Linked DNA regions of Ovis aries: region 2 is linked to region 1. A link is a contact called in public Hi-C data. All regions are on one chromosome and are shown on one strand. The core of a region is the stretch at or near the end of the contact, and the rest is flanking DNA. Distances in the headings are between cores, read along the strand shown.

Evidence for each region. A called contact is a pair of places that touch in the nucleus more often than the background predicts.
Region 2: a contact with region 1 is called in a Hi-C map of liver, with 2.1 times the contacts expected there. The contact joins the promoter of PLCL2 here to the enhancer-like site in region 1. A contact is called at or near these places in 5 of 16 Hi-C or Micro-C datasets (blood and liver).

Annotation. Positions count from the first base shown.
Region 1 is chr1:274,869,191-274,874,313 of ARS-UI_Ramb_v3.0, forward strand. All of the region lies in intron 2 of LOC132657535 (a long non-coding RNA gene), which reads left to right. All of the region lies in intron 2 of LOC114110669 (a long non-coding RNA gene), which reads left to right. Among named protein-coding and RNA genes, the nearest start is that of PLCL2, 43 kb to the right of the region's middle. Within about 2 kb of position 1,546, at least 23 of the 54 cell types and tissues checked have an H3K27ac peak or open chromatin away from gene starts, as enhancers often do. A contact at or near this core is called in liver, where this site is marked.
Region 2 is chr1:274,913,585-274,918,637 of ARS-UI_Ramb_v3.0, forward strand. PLCL2 (phospholipase C like 2) reads left to right here and starts at 1,660. Exons shown (of 4, transcript XM_060396699.1): 1 at 1,660-2,005. The coding sequence starts at 1,706.

The DNA.
Region 1 (5,123 bases), core at 296-2,795:
AGGCCTTGTTTTCATCTTCATGACGGACTAGAAGGATGGGATCTTCAGAAATGGCAAAAACATTCTTAGCCCCCAGATTAGGAACATGTAAGTAACTATAGGGGACGCATCTTTCAAAGTTGTCACTAAAGAGCGATGGAGACTGTTCCCTTCAAAGTCGTTTATTTAAAACACAGAACAGCATCTACATGAGGACGTGAAACCCTCCCACTTAACCTGCCTCTGTTTTTCTACCATGCACTTCAAGGATTGCATTTCCTGCAAGTGAGGGTCTTGTTAGGCTCATACGTGGCCCACCAGGTCCATTTAGCATACCACATCTAGTGTTATTTCCTAGTTTTGGAAGAACTATTCCAATTCAGGGATCATAAAAATTAACATTTAATTCTTTACGCTACTATAGATGTTAAAAATCTTTTGGTGAAATTCATCATTCGTTCTTAACTTCATTCCACCGTTTGACTAGGTTTTTCCACACGCCTACCCAGAGTGTTCATAATTTTTGAACAACATCTTCCTGAAAAGAGAAAGACTTCACCAATTTTTTCTTAACCCCTCTATTTGTCATGCTGTAATCTACACATGCAGCTCTTTAGGCGAGATGAGTACTGTTTCAGGGCGATGGTGTTTATGTATTTATTTGTCCCACTTAAGCATCAGCACAAAAATTAAAATGCAGGGTCAGTTATCACTGGGGAGTGTTCTCAGCACCGTAATGCGGTTGCCAGGCAACCTGTGGGCGGGCGTTAGATAGAGGAAGGGAAAGCTCTCAGCCTGCACTTCAATAGCAGTATTGGCTTTCATTTCAAACGTGCTAAATAATAGGTCCCTGCAACCCAATTCGCCTCCTTTAGCCCAATTTGCTTGCTTTTCTTCTTGAATGGAAAATTAATCTGGTTTAGTACCGGGTAACATTTGCAACCATGCAGTCTCTGCCAGGCACTAAAATAAAAAAAGAAAGCGTTTTCCACTTTGGGAAAGAAGGAAGGTCTGTTTTCTCTTCGTGTTTCACAATCTTTCCTTCCTTCCTTCCTTCTTCCCTCCCTCCTTTTCTTTCTCTTTCCCCATCTTTCTCTTTCGGTGAACAAAACACAGGGTCGAGGCAATGGATGGACGAGTTCAGGGAAAAAAAAGCGCCCCGGCCAGCGCTTCATGAGATGTGAACACCCTCACGTCTTCTAGAAAGCCATGTTTAATAATTTCGACGTGTTGCCTTCTATTCTGGAGCTTCTTAAACACACAGACATCAGTGAGTCAAAATGCCTGCCCGTAGAGAGAGCCTCAAGCCAAAGAGGCTGGTCCTAGGGTCCGGGCTGGGGTTAGAGGTAGGAGGGATCCCGGGTCCTTAGGAGGAGAGGCAGCGATATACAGGCAGTCCGAGTGCTGGGGGATTTGGCCGGAGGGCGAAGGGCACTTCTTTCCTCCCGAAGCCCAGAACCCTCCTCCACTGGGCTAGGCTCACACGCAGGGCTAACGCAGTGCTCACGGTGGGCCAGCCTCGCCCAGGGTAGGTGCTCAGCAGACGTGCTGGATGCACACATGTGCGGAGCCCGGATGCAGGAAACGCTGTCGGACAGCTGCGCCCCGTCACGGCGCTGTAGGGGAGCGTGTTTGGGGCCTCATGTAATTTCCTGTTTCGGGGATGCAGAAAAGGAACTAGCAGCCAAGGCTGGCAAGCTGTTCCTGGCTGAACGCGAACCAGGCTTCAGCTCTGCAGCCTCAGAAAACTCCTCTCCTGTGTTTTTCCTCCTTGGAGTAATTTAATTTTCATCTGTGTGCTCTGAGGTTTCAAGAGCTTTGAAGAGTGGGCACAGGGTTACCTTTGGAATAGCTCTCGCAGGATTCCCATGCTCTTTTGGGTTTTAAAACCCTGGCCCAGGCTAGGAAGGCCAAGATGCTAACCTGAGGTTCTTCTTTGAAAGCACCGCTCCTCTCCTGGCCTTCCTTCTGTTGCTGTCAGTGGTTTAGATCCCGGCTGTCCCGGGGTGGGCACTGGTCCAGCCTGCTGCCGGGGCTTCCTGCTGGAGACTCCTACCCACAGTCTGCCACTGTGTCCTCACAAACTTTTCCTTCCACAGGCTGCCATTTGCAGAAGCCTCTCTGGTTATTTGTCCTTTCTCTTGAATACCACGATCGCATCAGCTCTGTTCACAGTCACAGACAACAGAACTCCCCAGGCAGGGTGTCTTAGTATGGAAGCCAGGCCGCCTTGGTGGTCTGCAGGGGTCTTCTCCGAGGTCTAGGGGTGCTCAGAGTTTCGGAAGCAGCACCCCATAACTTCACGTGACCGGCTCACCCTCCACTGCGCTCGTGCAGTTGGATTTGTGAACCCACAATGTTTGGCATTGATCTGGTTGTAGGCAGTCACGGGGAGGGTCACAGTCAGGAGCCGAAGAGAGAGGAGAAATACAGGCAAAGAGAAGCTGAGACAGTCAAGGGAAAGCAGGCGCGGAGAGGGGACCATCAGCAGAAGCATGGAGAAAGAGATGGAAGAAACCCGGCAGAGGCCCCACCAGAGGACTTGGTGATCTTAGTGCAAAAACCAAAATGCTTTCAGGTGACTAAGAGGTAATCAGCCGCAGAATAAGGGAATCGGGGATGCTGGGAGGGCATGAAGGCCCAGAGCAGGAGAATGTGGTCAGGCTTGTGGGCGAGAGAACACCCCCTAGGGTCGGCAGGCATTGACCAGAGCACGGCAGACTGAAGGGACTGGGATCAATCACTCTTCCTCTCTCTCTTCTGTTTCTGACACTCTCTACCCTTCTCCCCGTCTCTTGGATAGCCTATCTGCCTTTTTCTCTTTCTTGAATCAATCAGTTGATCAATCGATCACTTCTCTTCTCCTCCTTTTCCTCTTATCTCAAAAGCATTTTGCAAGTCACAGTTCTTGACTTAGTAGGTTATGAAGCTAGTGCTGCAGGTTATAACAAGCACTTTCTAAACACGGAAACCGGATGGAATATATAGAATAATGTACAGTAAAACAGAAAACAGGTTAGGGGTAAACCTTTGTGTTTAGTAAAGTTATAAGTGTGGTGTGAGTATGAGTGTGTAAAATTATTTTCATGTTATATGCTGCTGCTAGGTCGCTTCAGTCGTGTCCGACTCTGTGCGACCCCATAGACGGCAGCCCACCAGGCTCCCCCATCCCTGGGAATCTCTAGGGAAGAACACTGGAGTGGGCTGCCATTGCCTTCTCCAATGCATGAAAGTGAAAAGTGAAAGTGAAGTCACTCAGTCGTGTCCGACTCTTAGCGACCCCATGGTCTACAGCCTACCAGGCTCCTCCGTCCATGGGATTTTCCAGGCAAGAGTACTGGAGTGGGGAGCCATTGCCTTCTCCATTCATGTTGCATAGTATAACCCAAAAGTTTGAAGGCCACTGGGATATAATTTACAACCAAAGAAATCTCTCTATTATTTGATATAGCTAATAATAAGAAAGAAGATAATAAGATAACAATAAGATAATAAAAAAGATAATAATAAGAAAGAAAATAATAATAAAGAAATCTCTTTATTATTTGATATAGCTAATAATCTTTTTCTGATGAGTGCTTTTAAGAGGATCATATTGATTAAGTTTTAATATTTCTTTTTCTCAACTTCTATCCCCACCCCCAAGGTCAGGAATTTTTCAGTTACTTTTTCCTAGGATTTTTTCTCTTTGTGGATTAGCATCTGTGGAAGGGAAATGTGTTCTTTAGTTGAAAAACCTCATTAAACTCAGAATTCACATAAGCACTTGCTTCAGTTCAGTTACACAAGCAATATTTATCTTCTGGATGCCAACCAATCCTGATGGTTAGGTTGTTGGCTCAGAAAGGGTGAATTTCATTAACCGCTCTTGGATGGCAGGCAGCAGGGTGTTGAGAAGTGCAATTAATTAAATTTATACTAAATATGGAGGGTCTTCTTGGGATGAGAGAGTGCCAGGGAGCCCCCACTCCTGTATGGTGCGTGCCTCTGTCCTTGAGTTCAAGTCCGTCCCGCCCGTCAGAAGACAGTGCCGTTCCCGTCCCATGTGCTAGCTCCGGAGACAGTAGAGATCACCGTATTCAGCCTGCACGGGTGATTCCACCTTCCTGTTCATCTTCACTGTGTTACAAATTTTAAAAGCCGTTCACACTTGTTGAATCAAAATCGAACCAGCAAAGTGTACGAAAAGGAGAATCTGCAAGTGTTCTCCCATCTCCTCTGCCCCACAGCTCCCTGCTCAGGCCTCTTCACAAGATGATGCTGAGGACTTGCTGACTTGTCTCCTTCTGGGTACAGGGCGGCTTAACTCAGAACTGACCGAGCGCGTGAGTCTCCTGGGGTCTCGTTAGTGCCGGTTCTGACTCCGCAAGCCGGGGCAGGGCTTGAGACTCCCCTCTTCTAACAAGCTTGCAGGCCCAGGAACCACACCTTTCGTGGCCATACTGCTCACTGTCCAACACAGCAACCGCACAGCACGTACGGCTGTTTAACTTTTAAAATTTCTTAAATAGAGTTAAAGCTTCCATTTCCTCACTCGAGGCTGCCACATCTTGAAAGCACACTTGTCATACATGGCTGTTGGCTACTGGGTTGGACAGTGTGGATAAATAACATTTTTTATCACGGCCAGTCCTGTTGGACAGCGTGCGCTTCAGCTTTCCCTAGGTCAGTACTAACACATGTCCCGCTTGCCGTGGGGTTAGAAAGCGGCGAGCAGGGACGTCTTGGTGGTCCAGTGGTTAAGACTCTGTGCTTCCGATGCAGGGGGCACAGCTTCCATCCCTGGTTAGATAAGATTCCAAACATGCTATATGGCAACCACAACAAAAAGATGACCAAATTTCGTGAGAATTCATTCTCCTCCGAACAGACATTCAGTGAGTTTTGAACAGAGAAAGCTAGGTGAGTGTGAAGGGTAGCCACTGTCTCCCTGTGAGCATCGTGACAGACGCAGCTTTGGGCAGGACAGAGGTGGGCTGTGGCCACCTTTCCATGGGGGCCTCACTCAGACAGCAGACTGGGGCCTCTTTCAAGGCACCACTGGCCTCGTGCCATCTAACCAATCAATCCATTAGCCCTGTGATGCAGGCCAGCCTCCCTTCCTCATTCTTAACATCATGTGGAAATGCTAGTCTCTTAGGACA
Region 2 (5,053 bases), core at 410-2,909, 45 kb after region 1:
ACACACGCGCTGGAGAAGCGCTGGGGCGCGGGGAGAGGGCTGGAAGATGCGGGCAGGGCGTCTGGGGTGGAGAGGGGGCGCCGAGCTGGCGATGTGGGCCGTGTCTGGCTCCAAGGATGGACAGCAGGGGTGTGTGTGTGTGGGGGGGGGGGGCGACAAAAAGAGACAAGATCGGGGTGTTCACGCTGCTGACTCGACCTGAAATCCTGGGGGAGGGAGGAGGAAGGAAGACCCGGAGGGGCCTGCTTAGCGATCCAAGTAGGGTTTTTCTCCCAAAGCGGAGGCTGACCCTGGGCGCAGGCCGCGGACCAGCGGGCATTCCTGGCGGCCGGCTCGGGGAGGGCGCTGGGGGGTGGACGATGTGACGAACCCCTGGGGCCCCGGACTGGGCTCTGCCCGCGTCCCCGGCTTCTCGTCTCTCGCTGTCCCCTCCGCCGGCCCCAGCGTCCTTGCCACGGGTTGACCCCGCTCACAGATGCCCGGTTCAGGAGAACCGAGCCGGTTTCTGCACGTGCAGCGGGTCTGGCCCGCGGAGGGGGACCCCGAGGAGAAGGCTCTGGGGCCTCGTCCCGCGCGCAGGGCGGAGCCGGCCAGTGGCCTGCTCGCTCGCGGCCCCTCGGGGCGCCGGCGGCTGACGGGCGGTTGCCAGAGCTCCGGAGGGGCCGGGGGCCTCCGTCGACCCTCGGCCGCCCACCGTCGCCGTCTGCCGGGCAGCGAGGTCCCCGCGGCCCGATGAGCCGGCCCGGCGGGAGCGGCCGCGACGGCGGCGACCTGGAGCGGGAGCCGGGCGGCCGCGGTGCGTCCGGGGAGGGGAGGGTCCCCGCGGCCCGCAGGGGGCGGCGCGGAGCCCCGAGGAGGCGGGGGGGCGGGCGGGTCCCGGGCGCCCTGCCCGCCCTGCGCTGACCCCGGGGGTACGCGGCGGGCCCGGCGCGCGCCAGCATCGGCGGGGTTGGGGTCGGGGGAGACGCCCCCGCCCGCCCTGGGCCGCGGGGGCCTCGGGAGGAGCCTCCGCGTGGCCGGGGCGCGTCGGGGCGCCCGCCGCTGCCCCGAGCCCGAGGAGGGCGCCCCTTCTCCCCCGGGCCGCGCGGCGTTCTTGGCGCCCGCGGCGGCTCGTGTGCCGGGCGTTTCCGTCCCGGGTGGAGCGCCGGCTCGGGGCGCCCCGTCCCTCGGGAGGGCGCCCCGTCACCGGGGTGGGCGCCCGGTTCCCCGCGGTGGGTCCCACGCGGTGGGTGCCGGGTGTCCCCCGCGGTGGGTGCCCCGTCCCCTGGAGGGCGCCCTGTCCTCCGGGTGGATCCCGCGAGGTGGGTGCCCCGTCCCATGGAGGGTGCCCCGTCCCCAGAGAGCGCCTCGTCTCCCGGGAGGGCGCCTCGTCCCCGGACAGTGCCCCTTCCCTCGTCGCCCCGGGCCGCGCGCTGCCCGCGGCGCGTGTGCCGGGCGTGTCCCCGGGCCCCGGGCCGCCTGACCGCGTCTCTTTTCTCCCCCTGCAGGAACCTTCCGATAGTCCCGCCGCCGCGGCTCTGACCGCGCGCGAGGCGAGCCCGAAGCCGACAGCACATCGAAATTAAAAAAAAAAAAAAAAGAAGAAGCGGAAGAAGCGGCCGAGGCGGCGGCGGGCGGAGCGGCGGAGGAGGGGCCGCGCGGCCCGGGCGGCGGGGACGCGGGGACGCGGGGACGCGGCTTTGTGCTGGCGGGTCGCGGGGCGCCCATGGCGGAGCGCGGCCGGGGGGCCGCCGGCGGGGCCCTGCCCTCCTCCCCGGGCCCGGTCCTGGCGGCCAAGGGCGCCCTGCGGGCCGGGGCCGGGGAGGGCGGCGGCGGCGGGCGGCCCGGGCCCGGGCGGGCGCACTGTGACAGCGCCGGGGTCTCCAACGGAGACTGCAGCCTCGGCGCGCCCGGGGGCGAAGCCCGGGTCGGCCCCGCGCTCGCCGCGGCCCCCGGCCCGGCTGCCTGCCCGCTCCCCCGGGACAGCAAGCCGGGCGGCCTGCCCCGCCGGAGCAGCATCATCAAGGTAGGTGGGAGAGGGGCGCGCGTCGCCCGCCCCTCTCCATCCGGGGGCGGGGGTCCTTCCCCGGGCGGCAGGACTGGGAGGCTGGAGGGGGAGCCCCCAGCTCCCGAGAACCGGGGCTGCGCCGGCGGCGCTGCGGGCGGCAGAGCGGGGACCGGTGCGTATGGCGTTTGGGGAGGATGGAAAGGGGTGCAGGGGAGCTGTGCTCAGCCCCCTGGGACTCGGGGCTGTCACCTCTGCAGGGCTCGCCTGCAGTGATGGCCCGGTACCTGCCCGGCAGGGCACCCTCTGCCAGCGGTGGCCTTGGCTGGTGGAACAGACCCCCTGCTCGGTCTCTATTGTATGTTAAAGACAGTTGGTGATCATGTGAAACATTTTCTTAAGAATCGCAGGCAAGCGAACAGAGATTCTTCAGTAGGGTTTTCTTCCGATGGGTCTGTAAGTTGCCTCTTGCCAATGACGAGACTCAGAGGGTGCACAAATCCCTGGTCAACTCAAGAGAAATGGAGTAGGTTTCTGAAGGTCCAGGCACCTCTCAGCTTTCTTAGGGTCAGACGCTCTGGGAGATTACAGTCCTGCGGGGTTTTAGTCTTTTGGTTGCTGCAGCAGGCAGGCCTCCACTTCTGTGGAAGTTCTTTTGGGCAGTTTGCTTGGTATTGATATCTTTTTGCCTGGTGTTATTTGGCAGAAGGAAGTCAGCGTTTGGTGCCTCTTAAACTCCAGGAGTAATACTAGGAACTCCTGAGTTTGTGGTGGTTTCATTCGAACATTATTTTCTGGTCTGCAAGGTAAACCTATTTCTCGAGACATGAAGTGAAAAAAATAAATGATCCACGAGCTGATCAGATCAGAGCCTTTAGGCAGGACCAGCTCTTTCTGCTCAAGTTTGGAGCAAATATGAAAACGTTGCTTTCTGAAAACTGAGAGGTCACCGGGACAGTGAGCACCGAAGCACCGTGATGGGCCTGCACCCACCCTTCCTGTGGGAAGGAGGGTAGGATGGGCCCCAGTGAAGAGGACTGGCACTCGGGGTGTTTGAAACTTAACTGGACCTACAGGGACCTTCTGAGGAGCGTGTCAGTGTCCGATGGTGCTATCAGCTTCTGCACTTATCTGGTGAAATATAGCACCTTGCAACTCCATGTAACAGGCAGTTGTGAAACTGCTTTTTGCTTTGTCATCTGTTTGCCCAGTTTACCTCTGAGAAAGGGCACGGTTAAAGGACTTAAAGGTCAAGTGCATGGACCATCTGCAGGAGGTGTTTAGAGCTGAACTAAGGAGAGCAAAGTGGATGTTTGCTGCACACTCACCTGGCTTTTAGGGACTTATATTTTCTTTTACTCTGTCGCTTATGTTGCCATGGGAGTTGCTCTCAGCCAGGCGTGGTAATCAATCCCATTGACAGAGTTACGTGTCATACCTGGTTTTATTGGTTGCTAGATAACTTGTGGTGATTTTTGCTTTGTGGTGGAAATTCCAGAGAAGGTGCAAGCTCATCTTAACGCCTCTGCCTCAATATTTTTGGAGGGCCTGTGTTTGCACTTCAAAAAAAAAAAAAATTCAGATTTTATTGGTGTCTGCAATGGGGTTCACAGTGTAACTTATTTAATTATAGCAGCATCTGTTTTAATTTTACATTCATGGGAGATTAGGAAGGATGGTTTACCAACATTTCTGATATGTGGAATTGAGAACTTGTTGGTAGATATTCTTTCTTCCTTGAAGATTCTAGAAGCACATGGGGAACTGATTAATTACTCAGAAAGCAATGGAATTCTGAAACTTAGCCGGGCATCGTCCTCATTTTTCTTCTTTCTAGTGAAGGCAGTTGTTCCCTTGTTCTCAGGTGTGTCCCTAGACATTTATTGTGAGGAAGTTAGGGGTTCAGTATATTGCTTCCTGAATGAATGGAGAAATGGTAAGAAAGTACATGTTTTTTCTAGGCTCTTTTAATTTCTAAAATGGTTGGTTGGAATTTACCAGTCTTATCTTATTTATTGTCCTCTCTCTCCCAAATTGACTCCTTTTTCTTGCCTCTGCTTTCAATGTGCATTTTCTTAATACCCTGTAAGACTATGGAAGTAGTGTTGAAAGTTGCTCAAGCCTGGGTTGGAGGGCAGGGGTATGCTATATTTAAATAGGTAATTACTCAGTATCTACTGCCTTTCAGTTGGCGTCTTGAAGGATCCAGCTTTTCGAAATTTAGCGTGGCGTTTTCCTAAAGACATGGCAGCCTAATAGAATAAAGAGATTTTTTACTTTAATATCAGATTTCATAAAGCAGCAAATAGTGCCCAGATGTTTTTGTCACATGAATGGCAGAATTACATTTCACTTTTGTTGAACAAGTAATAACTAGCTTAGCAGGAGCGCGTGTGAAGGAGCAGTGGTGATCTCTCCTTGGTTTCTTTTGAACAGCGGGATGGATGCAGGCAGGTGATGGAATGGAGAGGCGGTAATAGACTCGTGGGCCTGGTGAGGATGGGGCTTGAGGGAATGGCATGGAGTCTGGGTGCTCACTCCTGAGCAGAGGCCGTGTGGGTGGGTGCGCGCGTCACCGTGCTGGGCTATGCCTGTTTTCGTGACTTCCATCTAGTGCCTTACAGTCTAGGTGGGGACCCCCAAGTGAGAGAGAGGAATAACAGCCGAAATGGGATAAACAGTGGGCAGAGGAGGGGACTGTTGCTGAGTGCTGGACATATGCAGAAATCCGCTGAAGGCTGACCAGAATGGTATTCCTTATTTAAAATTATTTCTTTGGAACTCCATCTGTTTTGTAAATATGGTGTTGAGAAAGAAATTGTTACAAAACTCCATTTTCTGCCAAAATAGATGCACAGATTCCTACTAAGAGAGCTCCTTGCTTATGATAAGAGTGTCAGTGGAAATTCAGAGTGAGCAGCCTGGTAGGACCTTTCAAGTACCTTGTGAAGAAAAATAAATCATGGAACTCATCACCAGACTTTTCTACTTTTCCTTAGCTGGTTGAAAATAATATTACACTTTTTAGATTTTTTTTTTTGCAGAGGTCCACTGCTAGATTTTTAGGGG